2 separate regions of the Mus musculus genome follow, and region 2 is linked to region 1. A link is a contact called in public Hi-C data. All regions are on one chromosome and are shown on one strand. The core of a region is the stretch at or near the end of the contact, and the rest is flanking DNA. Distances in the headings are between cores, read along the strand shown.

The links. A called contact is a pair of places that touch in the nucleus more often than the background predicts.
Region 2: a Hi-C map of the N1E-115 cell line shows a contact between it and region 1, with 22 times the contacts expected there. The contact joins two enhancer-like sites. A contact is called at or near these places in 1 of 15 datasets of contacts at CTCF or cohesin (embryonic stem cells), 11 of 484 Hi-C or Micro-C datasets (B cells, the HPC-7 cell line, the N1E-115 cell line and 7 more), 1 of 115 datasets of contacts at active chromatin or transcription factors (fibro-adipogenic progenitors) and 1 of 9 other capture datasets (embryonic stem cells).

The regions. Positions count from the first base shown.
Region 1 is chr2:173,555,973-173,561,075 of GRCm38.p6, reverse strand. No RefSeq gene overlaps it. Among named protein-coding and RNA genes, the nearest start is that of Ankrd60, 20 kb to the left of the region's middle. Within about 2 kb of position 2,340, at least 2 of the 459 cell types and tissues checked have an H3K27ac peak or open chromatin away from gene starts, as enhancers often do. A contact at or near this core is called in the N1E-115 cell line, where this site is marked.
Region 2 is chr2:174,671,417-174,676,519 of GRCm38.p6, reverse strand. The region is part of intron 3 of Zfp831 (zinc finger protein 831); the gene reads right to left. Among named protein-coding and RNA genes, the nearest start is that of Zfp831, 30 kb to the right of the region's middle. Within about 2 kb of position 2,054, at least 147 of the 459 cell types and tissues checked have an H3K27ac peak or open chromatin away from gene starts, as enhancers often do. A contact at or near this core is called in the N1E-115 cell line, where this site is marked.

The sequences.
Region 1 (5,103 bases), core at 1,091-3,590:
CCATCTCTTCCAGGGACAAAGCCAGCCAGATGGCTTCTTTAGATCATCCTGGCCCTCGCCAGACCCCTGCTCCACCCTTCATATAGCCTTCTCTGTGTGTGCTCATGCTTGAGTGTGCACGTGCAGGTGTGTGTGGTGGCCATGCTGGACATGAGTTATCTTTTTCTCGCCTTTGGGCTGCTGAGGTGGCTCAGCAGATAAAGGAGCTTGCTGCCAAGCATGATGACCTGAGTTTGATCCCTGGGACGCACGCGACGCATAGGGAAAATTGACTTCCTCAACTTGTCCTCTGACCAGCTCCATCTGTGTGCACCCGCACCTGCCCCCTATACGCATAATGTAACACAACATTGTTAAGAGAATCTCTAAGCGAAGGAAGCCTAAGCTTGCTGATTCAGCTACACTGGCTGGCCAGCAAGGGCTCCTCCTGTCTCTATCGCTCCAGAGCAGGGTTTACAGGAGTGTCCCACATACCACTTACATGGGCACATGGATCTGAACCCTGACCCAGATGGGAAGTCACCATGATTCACTCCCATCCTCCGTAGGCTTGGGGAGGATATATGTGAGCCAGAGGAGAGACGAGCCGATGCAAGGCACCAAAGTGTGGTATCAAGGAGGGTTCAGGTCAAAGGACAGATGGCAGCAGGTATTGGCAGGCAGGTGGGGGAGTCTGGCCAGGCTCTGCTGGAATGAGCCATGAGATTCTTTGGAAAAGAGCTTGGGACATCTTCGGATGTCGGACACAGAAATACTGTGAGACCCTTCAAGCCCACTCCATGGTACATACCAGAGAGAACTTGAGCTATAATTCCACACAGAAAGGCACATACGGTCATGTTTGTAGCACCTTTGCCTACATGATCAGAAAATCTAGCCACCCAATTTGAGGTGTTCATACAGGGGAATATTAGTTACCCACAGAAAGCAAAAAAAAAATTTTTTTTTAATTAAACCTAAGTGAATGGGTCAAACCCAGTTACGAGCTACAAATAAAACCCACAGCAACAGGAACTTAATACCGGTGGCCAGTGGGGAGGCCTGCCAGGAAAGGCAGGGTAGGAAGTGAGTTCAAGTAGCCCGTGGGCAGGGTGCACATGTTGGGGTGTCTAATGGAAGTGATTGTTGCACAACAGTCTAGAAACTTCTAGATTGTGCACTTTAGATGAGCAACTGTTGGCCCGTGATTTCTGTCAATGGACCCAGAGTTCTGTTTAGCTTGTGCGTATTCCTGTGTGCACTCTCAGATGTGTGTATGGGTGTGGAAGGTAGTGGTTAACATCCAACACTCATGCTGGCTTGAGTCATGTGAACACAGGGCAGAGGGACAAGGACAGTGGAGGGAATCCAGTGTCTGACTCTAGTGGACTTGTGCCTAGGGCACTTAGGTAGTCTGTCTCTGGGGGGTGGGGGGGTGGTCTTAGCATGCTTGGCTGTCACATGGCTCACAGCTATGGGTGCTCACCTTGGGATCCTGAGACCACTCCAGTGTCTGAGTTTCCATTCAGAGTGAGGTGTAGCCTGGCCTCCTCTTCCTAGGCTAGCTCCAGAACACACTTGCTGCTACTTCTGCAGTTCCCTCCAGTCTCCACTCCCACCTCACCCCACCCCCACCACCCTGCCTTGTTCACCGGACTTGTCCCAAAGGCATTAAGTCCTGAAGATGCTCCCAGCCCTTCTCTTCCAGATGTTTCCAAGCCCACGAGGGGAGGAAGTGAAGAACACAGAGACGCCAGATAATTTAATATCTTCCTAACCCCCGCCGTCATAGTCGGGAGTGATTTATCTTGAGAAAGGTTCTGGATGGTGTATGAGGCGGGGGCGCTATCCCCCCTCCAGGAAGTGTAGAATTAGAGCTGGAGAAGATGACTGTTAACAGCTGCCAGAGTCAGGTCCAGAGGGAAGTCTTTGACCTCCTGGGTCGCTTCAGACCCTGTGACCATCCCTTTGAGGGGGAAAAAATATCTTGCCTGGCATCGTTTGCTGTATATATTATACATCAATGTATATATTTAGCAAAGAATTTCAAGTTCTTTGGGAACAAGAATCCCAGCATCCTGTTTTCACATGTCCAGAACAGAGATAAGGATCAAATTTAGCCAGTAACACTGATGCTATAGGACATGCATGCGGGGGCCAGAGCTAGTGTGCATCCCCTTTCCCAGAGCTTGTGGCCAGATGGACGTGCAAGCTTCAGAGTTTGCAGAACTCCCGTTTCTCTTGGATTCTCAGAGGTCAAGGCTAGCCTGTGGCAGATGGGAATGCAGTTAGGGGCACTGGGATGTTTGGAGAGAGGCTCTGTGTGGCCTAGTTCTGTACAGAGGTGGAACCATGAATTTGCAGGGGGTGTGGGGGACCCTACAGGGCAACATTGAATCTTCAAGTCACCTAGCTGCCTCTCAGCCAACTCTTGGCTGTATGTCAATCAAAGCTGAGCACATGGAGGCCTGGTAGTCAGTCAACCAGGCAGATAAATCAGTTGGGAATTATAGCCAGGCAAGGATACACAGGTTCTAGAAAACACTTAAGTGAAGGGGTTGGTTGGAGTGTGTTGGAGGGAGAGGCTGGAGTCTCTGTTCTCAGTCACAATCACCCTGTGGGGTTGGTGGTTGACGAGTGCCTAGCCTGTGAAGCCCGGCTCTAGCTGCACTGGGAGCCACTGACCCGGCTCTGGCTGCACTGTGAGCCACTGACCATTCTGGCCCGGATCACCTGAGTCCTAGTTAGGGTTTCCATCACTGTGAACAGACAACCATGGCCAAGGCAACTCTTATAAAGGACAACATTTAATCAGGGCTGGCTTTACAAGTTCAGAGATTCAGTCCATTATCAAGGTGGGAGCAAGGCAGCATCCAGGGAGATGTGGGGCTGGAGGAACTGAAAGTTCTACACTTTGCTCCAATGGCAGACAGGAAAAGACTGGCACCCACATGGCTAGGAGGAGGGTCTCAAAACCCATACCCACAGTGACACACTTTCTGCAACAAGCCACACCTCCTAATAGTGCCACTCCCTGGGCCAAGCATATTCAAACCACCACGTTCTACTCCCTGACTCTAATAGACTTGTTCAAACATATGAGTCTATGGGGGCCATACCTAGCCATAGCATAATGAAAAATACATTTAGTCCAACTTCCAAAGTCTTCATAGCCTATCACAGTCTCAACAACGTCTAAAAGTCCAAAGTTCTAAGTCTCTTATGAGAGTCATCCAGTCTCCAAACTGTGATCACCTATAAAATCAAAATGATAATAATAAAAAAAACCAGATCACATAACTCAAACATCACAGGCTATACATTGTCATTCCAAAATGGCGTAGTGAAGAAATCCTGGACAAAGCAAGACCAAAAATCAGCCGGACAATCTCCCAACTCTGCATCTCTATGTCTGATGTCAAAGCTGTCTTCAGATCTTCACTCCTTTTTCATCTTTGTTGACTGCATCGGAGTTCTTTCTTCTGGGCTGGCTCTATTCCCTGTTAGCAGCTTTCCTCGGCAGGTATCCCACACTCTGACATCCCAAACATCTTGGGGTCTTCAAGGCAACTTCAACGGTACAGTTTCTTGTTCCAGTGTCTGGGGTCCACACATGATCTTCTGGGCTCCTCCAATGGGCTTGGGTCACGTCTCCAGCTCTGCTTTCTGTGGTACTTTAGGCTATGGCTGATTCCACTCCACTGCTGCTGCTGTTCTTGATGGTCATCCCATGGCATGAGCATCTACAATACACTGGGGTCTTCTGCTGCAAGTAGGCTGCACCGATAGCCTCTCATAGGCTCTCTTCATGGTGCCAAGCCTCAACTTTTTTTGCATGTCTCCTTCAGTCCTGGGCTGTCAACTGGAACTGAGGCTTCACCTTCACCAATGGCCTTCTGTGGCCTCTATGAGGCCTTCCAAGCCTCAGCTGTTCTCCATGACCCCTTCATGCCTTCAAAACCAGTACCATCTGGGTGACTCATACACATTACTGAGTACAGCTGCAGCACGAGGTACAGCCTTGGTTATCCCTAGAACACGGCTTCTCTGTGCTCTCAGAAAACACTTCCCAGAAGATTAAAGGTGTGGACCACCATGCCTGGACCTAAGCTTTTCATGGTGATTATGTTTAAGATCCAGATCAAAAGCGCGTGCCATCCTATGTCAAGGTGACCCACAACCATATCTCCTATGTCCAAACAAAAGCAATAACCATGTCGTAATAATATAACTATCCATTGTTCAACTCCAAGCATAAACAACAAGCTTAGCTGGGTGGGATCCTGCCCTGAGGCCACCACTCCTTTAATCCATTTATCTCCTTGACCACAGGATCCAGCTGCACTTCCCTACCTGGTGCCCTTGATTATTACTTGATCCATACGCTTTGTACTTTTTAAGCTTGCTAGCCATGCTTGATCAAAACGCTCTTCATAAGACTGAATAGGTGAGGCCTCAGGACAATGTTTAAACTAGGCTTTTTTTTTTTTGAGACTCCCTTTGTTAATGCAATTAATTTGATTATCTTCACCTCAGCCTCAGGCAGATTCTCCAGACAAGGGCAAAACCCAGCCATGTTCTTCACCAAAATATAAGAATAGTCTCTAGGTCACATACTAACATTCTTCTCCTTTAAAAAAAAATCTCTTGAGCCAGGCTCAAGTCACCCTCAGCACCAATGCCTTCCATAATCCTACTAGGATGTCACATTAAGCATTGATTGGAGCATTTTTACCACTTTCCAAATCCAACGTCCCCAAATCCACATTCTTTCAAACAAAAACATGGTCAGGCCTATCACAGCAATGCCTTAGTCCCTGGAACCAACTTCTGTATCATATGAAGAGGCACCATGACCAAGAACACTCTTAGAAAGGACAACATTTAACTGGGGGTGGTTTACAGGTTCAGAGGTTCAGTCCTTGTCATCAAGGTGGGAACATGGCAGCATCCAGGCAGAGGTGGGGCTGGAGGAGCCAAGAGTTCTACATCTTGATGGAAAGGCAGACAGGACATAGTGACTAGCCAGAGCCCAGCCCTGGTACCCCAGGCTGCCGTACCTCCTATCAGCCCCATCTCAGAGTGGCGCCACTTCTTAACTTTCCTACCTCCTATGCTTGAGTC
Region 2 (5,103 bases), core at 805-3,304, 1.1 Mb before region 1:
CTCTCTTTTAGTTTTTTTTTTAAATTATGCATTGTATTTATAATGAGTCACTTCAATTAATTAAAATTAAGTACAACAGAACACAACAGATAAAAATTAATAGCAGAAAATGAAGAGCCTCCTCTGCCACTTAGGAACAGCAGCGTCGTGTGCTAGCATGACAGAGTGAAAGCAGAGGGTAGAAACCACGCATGGAAACCCAGCAGAACCCAGAAGCAACTGTAAAAGGAGAACAATCGCTTCCAGATGAAAACATATACCACCTTTCTCACTTGAGCCATGAACGTGTGAGCTTGTGAGAGTCAAAAGCATAGTCTATTTAACCCACTTTAGCAGAGGTAGATGCAGACATGTCTTTGGTTCTCTATGGTCTCCACTGCAACGTTCAACGTTTTAGGATACAAGGAAGACACAACGGGATTTTAGATTGCCCTTTCAGAAACAATGGGTAAAGCCTGGTGGGTGGCAACTATGATGCAGGAGGAGTTCCGTACGTTTGAGGCAGCCTGGGCTATGTAGCCAGATCTTTCGTGGAGAGAGAAAACAGGAAAGGTACGATTAGAAGCCACAACAGCTCCCCAGGAAATAGCTAGTGGACAAAGTAGGAATGCCCGTGTGTTCTGCTAAAGCAACAGGGTGCTATACTGGAGTCCACCACTAGAGGCATCAGAACACCAGGCTCTACCGTCAGAAGGGCAGGAAGAAGCCTAGGCTGGGTCAGGGCAAGGGGGTTTGGGAGATACGGGATACCCAGAAATTCCATCTTGGGAAAGATGCCCCCAAATCACAAATGTAACTTTGGATGCAAGTGACAAACTCGAAATGGACCCGGTTCAGTGAGAAGCTGGGAAGAAAGGACACATACCTATCAGGAGGGGACGGGTACAGACCTTTCTGGGATAAGAATAGAAAGCCCACCTCCCCCAAGTGCCACCACATTCCCCACGGGACTTCTAGGGAGTTGGGGGTGTGGAGAAGCAGCTGTCTTCCTATAGTCTCCAGGACCAGAAGGGAGAAAGAAAAGGAATTTTCCCCTCAAATCCAACCGGTGAGTCCCAAAAGAGGATACAGACAAACTGCGTTTGGCATTTGGCTCTCCTAAGCCAGATGCTGAATGTGTGGGTGTTAGATGACAAAGAGAAACGGCAGTGAGCCCCCCCCCCCTTAATAAAGATCTCTGACAGTAGTGTGTGTGTGTGTGTGTGTGAGAGAGAGAGAGAGACAGAGAGAGAGACAGAGAGAGAGAGAGACAGAGAGAGAGAGACAGAGACAGAGACAGAGAGAGAGAGAGAGAGAGAGAGAGAGAGAGAGAGAGTTTGAATTACCATCATGTAAACACTGGAAGATCTATTTACTGTCAAATTCTAGATTTTTCTCATAGAGACCAGAGCTGGCTTTCTCCCTGTATAGGAGCTAAGATTACCCGGATGATAGTTTGGTTTTTGCATTTGTTTTGTTTTGTTTTGTTTTGTTTTGTTTTGTTTTGTTTTGTTGGGTTTTGTCCTTCCTTCCTTCCTTCCTTCCTTCCTTCCTTCCTTCCTTCCTTCCTTCCTTCCTTCCTCCCTCCCTCCCTCCCTCCCTCCCTCTTTCTTTCTCTCTCAGTTCTGAAGCAAAGCTCAGTCCTTAGCAGCAGGACTCAGGTGTGAGGGACCAGAGAATCTGAGTGCCGCATGCTACTGCCTCTTCTGGGCAGGCTGCAGCGCCCGCTCCTCTGTCTCTGATTTACATTTGTTTTTCTGAACGGCTTTTTTTTTCTTTTTCTTTTTCTTTCTTTCTTTCCTTCCATGTGCTTCCTAAAAACACGGTTCTGAGGGAGAGCTGGGGTGTTTTGAAGTTGGGAGGGTGGTTGCTGACCATATCCACGTTCCTTCTCACAGGGACCCTCACCCCATCCCCCGGTCTTCTCTTTTCCCATCTCTCACCCTGCTCTCTGCAATGCTCAGCTTCTCTGGGTCTCAGCCTCCTACGAGGCCCCTGCCTATACTCCTGTCCTTATTCCTCTGGGGGTCATCATTCTTCCTTCAGTACATCTGGGTGGCATTTACGTGAAAGCAGCAAAAAGGAACAAACAAGCAAGGGTCGCCTGCGTGCTCAGACTGTAAGCTTCGCCTGCTCTGCAGGGGTCCAGCCGAGGCTGGCAGTACAAACCCTGCTGGCGATTAGCCTGCTCCTGGTTTAGCCATTTGAACTTCAAAAAATATAAACTAAGACCCAGCAAGGTGTCCGGGTTCGGAGCAGACCCGGGGTGCAGTGGAGGGGGTCCAATCACCCGCCGGGGATCAGGTCCTGCCAGGTCCTGGGCAGCCTGCAGCTCCTGCTGCAGTCGGCGCTGGCTATTCCTCGCAGGCAGCTGTAGGGGGCGCCGTTGAAGCTTGGTAGACGATTTTCCAGCAAATACAGAGTCATGCTTCGCTTTTTTTTTTTTCCCCCGGATAATAAATCCACAGAGCTTGTTTTTAACCCCCACCAGAGGTTAAAGTAGTTTCATAAAAAGTTTTTGGTAAATTCATGGGTAACTTTTTGAGGTTATGTGAGGTTGTTGTCAAAAAAATAAAAAGAAAGGGAAAGAGAAAAACAGCTTTTAGCTGTTGTTCCCTCTCTGCTCATGTAAGACCAGAGTCACAGGAGGGCGGATGGGAGGGGGATTGGAGCTTGGTGTTTTTCCAGAACAGTCCATGCACAGCCGCAGCTCCCTAGTCCCCCCGGAAGCCTAGCGATGGGGCTGGGGGTCGTGGGTGGCTGCGTAGGGTCTGCTCTGCACCCCAGCCTGCAGCCACCTGCCAGACAGCTGCCCCCGAGTTCCTGCCGGCGCCGGGGATGCAGTGCTGCAGTCTTCTCGATTTTTCTACAGCTCCCAGCCCGCAGACCCCTGCCCAAAGCGAGTCAGGGTGTAGAGAGAGCTGGTCGGGGGTCTTTGCATGCATTTCCCGAGTGGCAGTCAGAGTAGGGGTTAAACGGATTAAGAAGTTTATCCAATTGATAGGGAAGGAGACTGGAGGAGGCAGAGGGAAACAGCGCAGTTAAGGGAGGGGGCGTCGCACATTAACTATGATTCAGAGACTCAAATGCACCGAGTTCGTTTTTCATCTGCCTTTAGCTAGAAGAGAAAAATAAGGAAATTATAGAAAATTGAGACGCTAACATCCCTAAGAGCACTGTGCGCCCGGGGGTGCTTTAATGAACACTTAATAATTTCAAATGTTCGTGCTCAGAGGTGGCTTTGTCCGTCTCCAGCATGTCAGGTGCCTCGTAGCCATCAAAAGCTAATGCCTTTGGGCTGGGACAAAAAAAACAAAAAACAAAACAAAACTGAAAGTTAAAAACAAACAAACAAACAACATTTTAAGAGTTTTAGCAGAGAGGGGGCTATCTAGGAACCTATCTTTTCATCCACTATGAACTTGGGCACGACTCCCTGCCAGTGAGGATGGGGAGGTGGGTAACCTTGGCAGCCACCTCTGACCCCAAAGGCCATATCGAAACTCAGGTGAGGAAAAACATTTGGCGGAAACCCTCAAATGCGGAAGCAGGAAGCTGCTTGTTGTTGGAGCTGATTCTCTGAGCTCCCTGCCAGCATCCAAGGTTGAGGTGAAGGCCAACAGGAGAGGGGAACCTTGTCTGGAGGTTGGGGACCTTAAGCAGAGCACCAGTGACTTTTTGAGCTCCCTCTGGAACATCCATCAGAGATGTACATGAAGCATAAATACCCTAGCCTTCTCTGTGTCGCACTAGGGACCCAGTCCCTGGCAGCGGAATGAGACTCCACAACTTCTGGCTCACTCCTGTGGCCTAAAGACATCTTCTCTAGATGTGGGGTGAAAACGGTAGCGCCCCCTACTGTTTGCTACCCTGGTCACACGCTACAGAGTACTGTCATTTTGTAACAGCTCTCTGCCAAGACCTCGCTCCCTGTTGGACCTAGAGGATCCTGTGATGTGGGCCTCTCAGCAACGCCCCCCTCCCCTTGGAATGAGTCAGGACTTTCTAGACAGAAGCCAGATTAGACACTAGCCATACTCCATTTTACAGATGAAGGCCTGGGGCAAAAAGAGACAGATGTCCCTCGACTTAAAAACAAATGAATTCTAAGTCCACAAATGAAATTACTGGTTTCTATAACACCCCCGCTTCACAGGAAGCTGGGAGACCGAGGACAGCGGCTTCAGCGTCTCAGGTGCGCTGAGTCCAAGGCAAAGCAGAGCGTGAGAGCAGATGCTATGGCAAAAACAACTTCCATCAAAACAACCTTGCTCTCAGCTCCCAGCCAGATGTGGACACCTAACCCCTCTTGATGCAAAGGGATTAGGAAAAGGTTAGGCAGGTGGCAAAGGGCCATTAGCATCAGAATCAAACCTTTCCCATGACATCATTAGGGGGCTTAAAGGACTGAACAGCAAAGCCCCTTCTCCTTGGGATTCTGTCACCTAAGGTTGGTGGCGGATCACCTGTCTCCTCCAGAAGACTCGCTGTTTCGGACATTTTGTGTCTCAGATTTCTGCTAACACCTTAGTTAGAATTAATCCTAAAGGTTCTAACCAAAAGGGTCAATTGGGAATTGAGGGGTGTGGTGGTGGGGTGGATGAGAGGGAGGGGCCAATGGGGTGAGAGCGATGTTGAGGGCTCACAGCTCACCCTACCCTATTTTCTACTCTCATTTGGTTGCCCGGCCTAGCATTTCACAAGAGAAATTTCTAGAACAAAATTCAGGCTTCATTTGTAGTTCCCCTGGGAAGGGTGGTTTGCGGAAAGGCTTTCTTTCAGAAAGAGACGCATCCTCAAGATCTGGCCCCCTCCCGTCTCCATGAATACCTGCTTGTTCTTTTCAAGTAGCCCCATCTCCACTGACCTGGTCATTAGCACCGGTGGCACTTTTGCCTTTTCGATTTCTGGGGGTCGGGGTGGGGGAGTTCAAACTTCTGAACTGGTTATGGTATGGGACTCGGTAGGTAGAGCACCTGCCTGGCACGCACAAAGCCCTGGGTTCAATCCCAAGCACAGCACAAACACAGCATGATGGTTCATTCTGCATGTGGAAACAGGAAGATCAGAGGTTCAAAGTCGTCCTGGCATATGTAGGAAGTTCAAGGCCTGTCTGGGTTACAT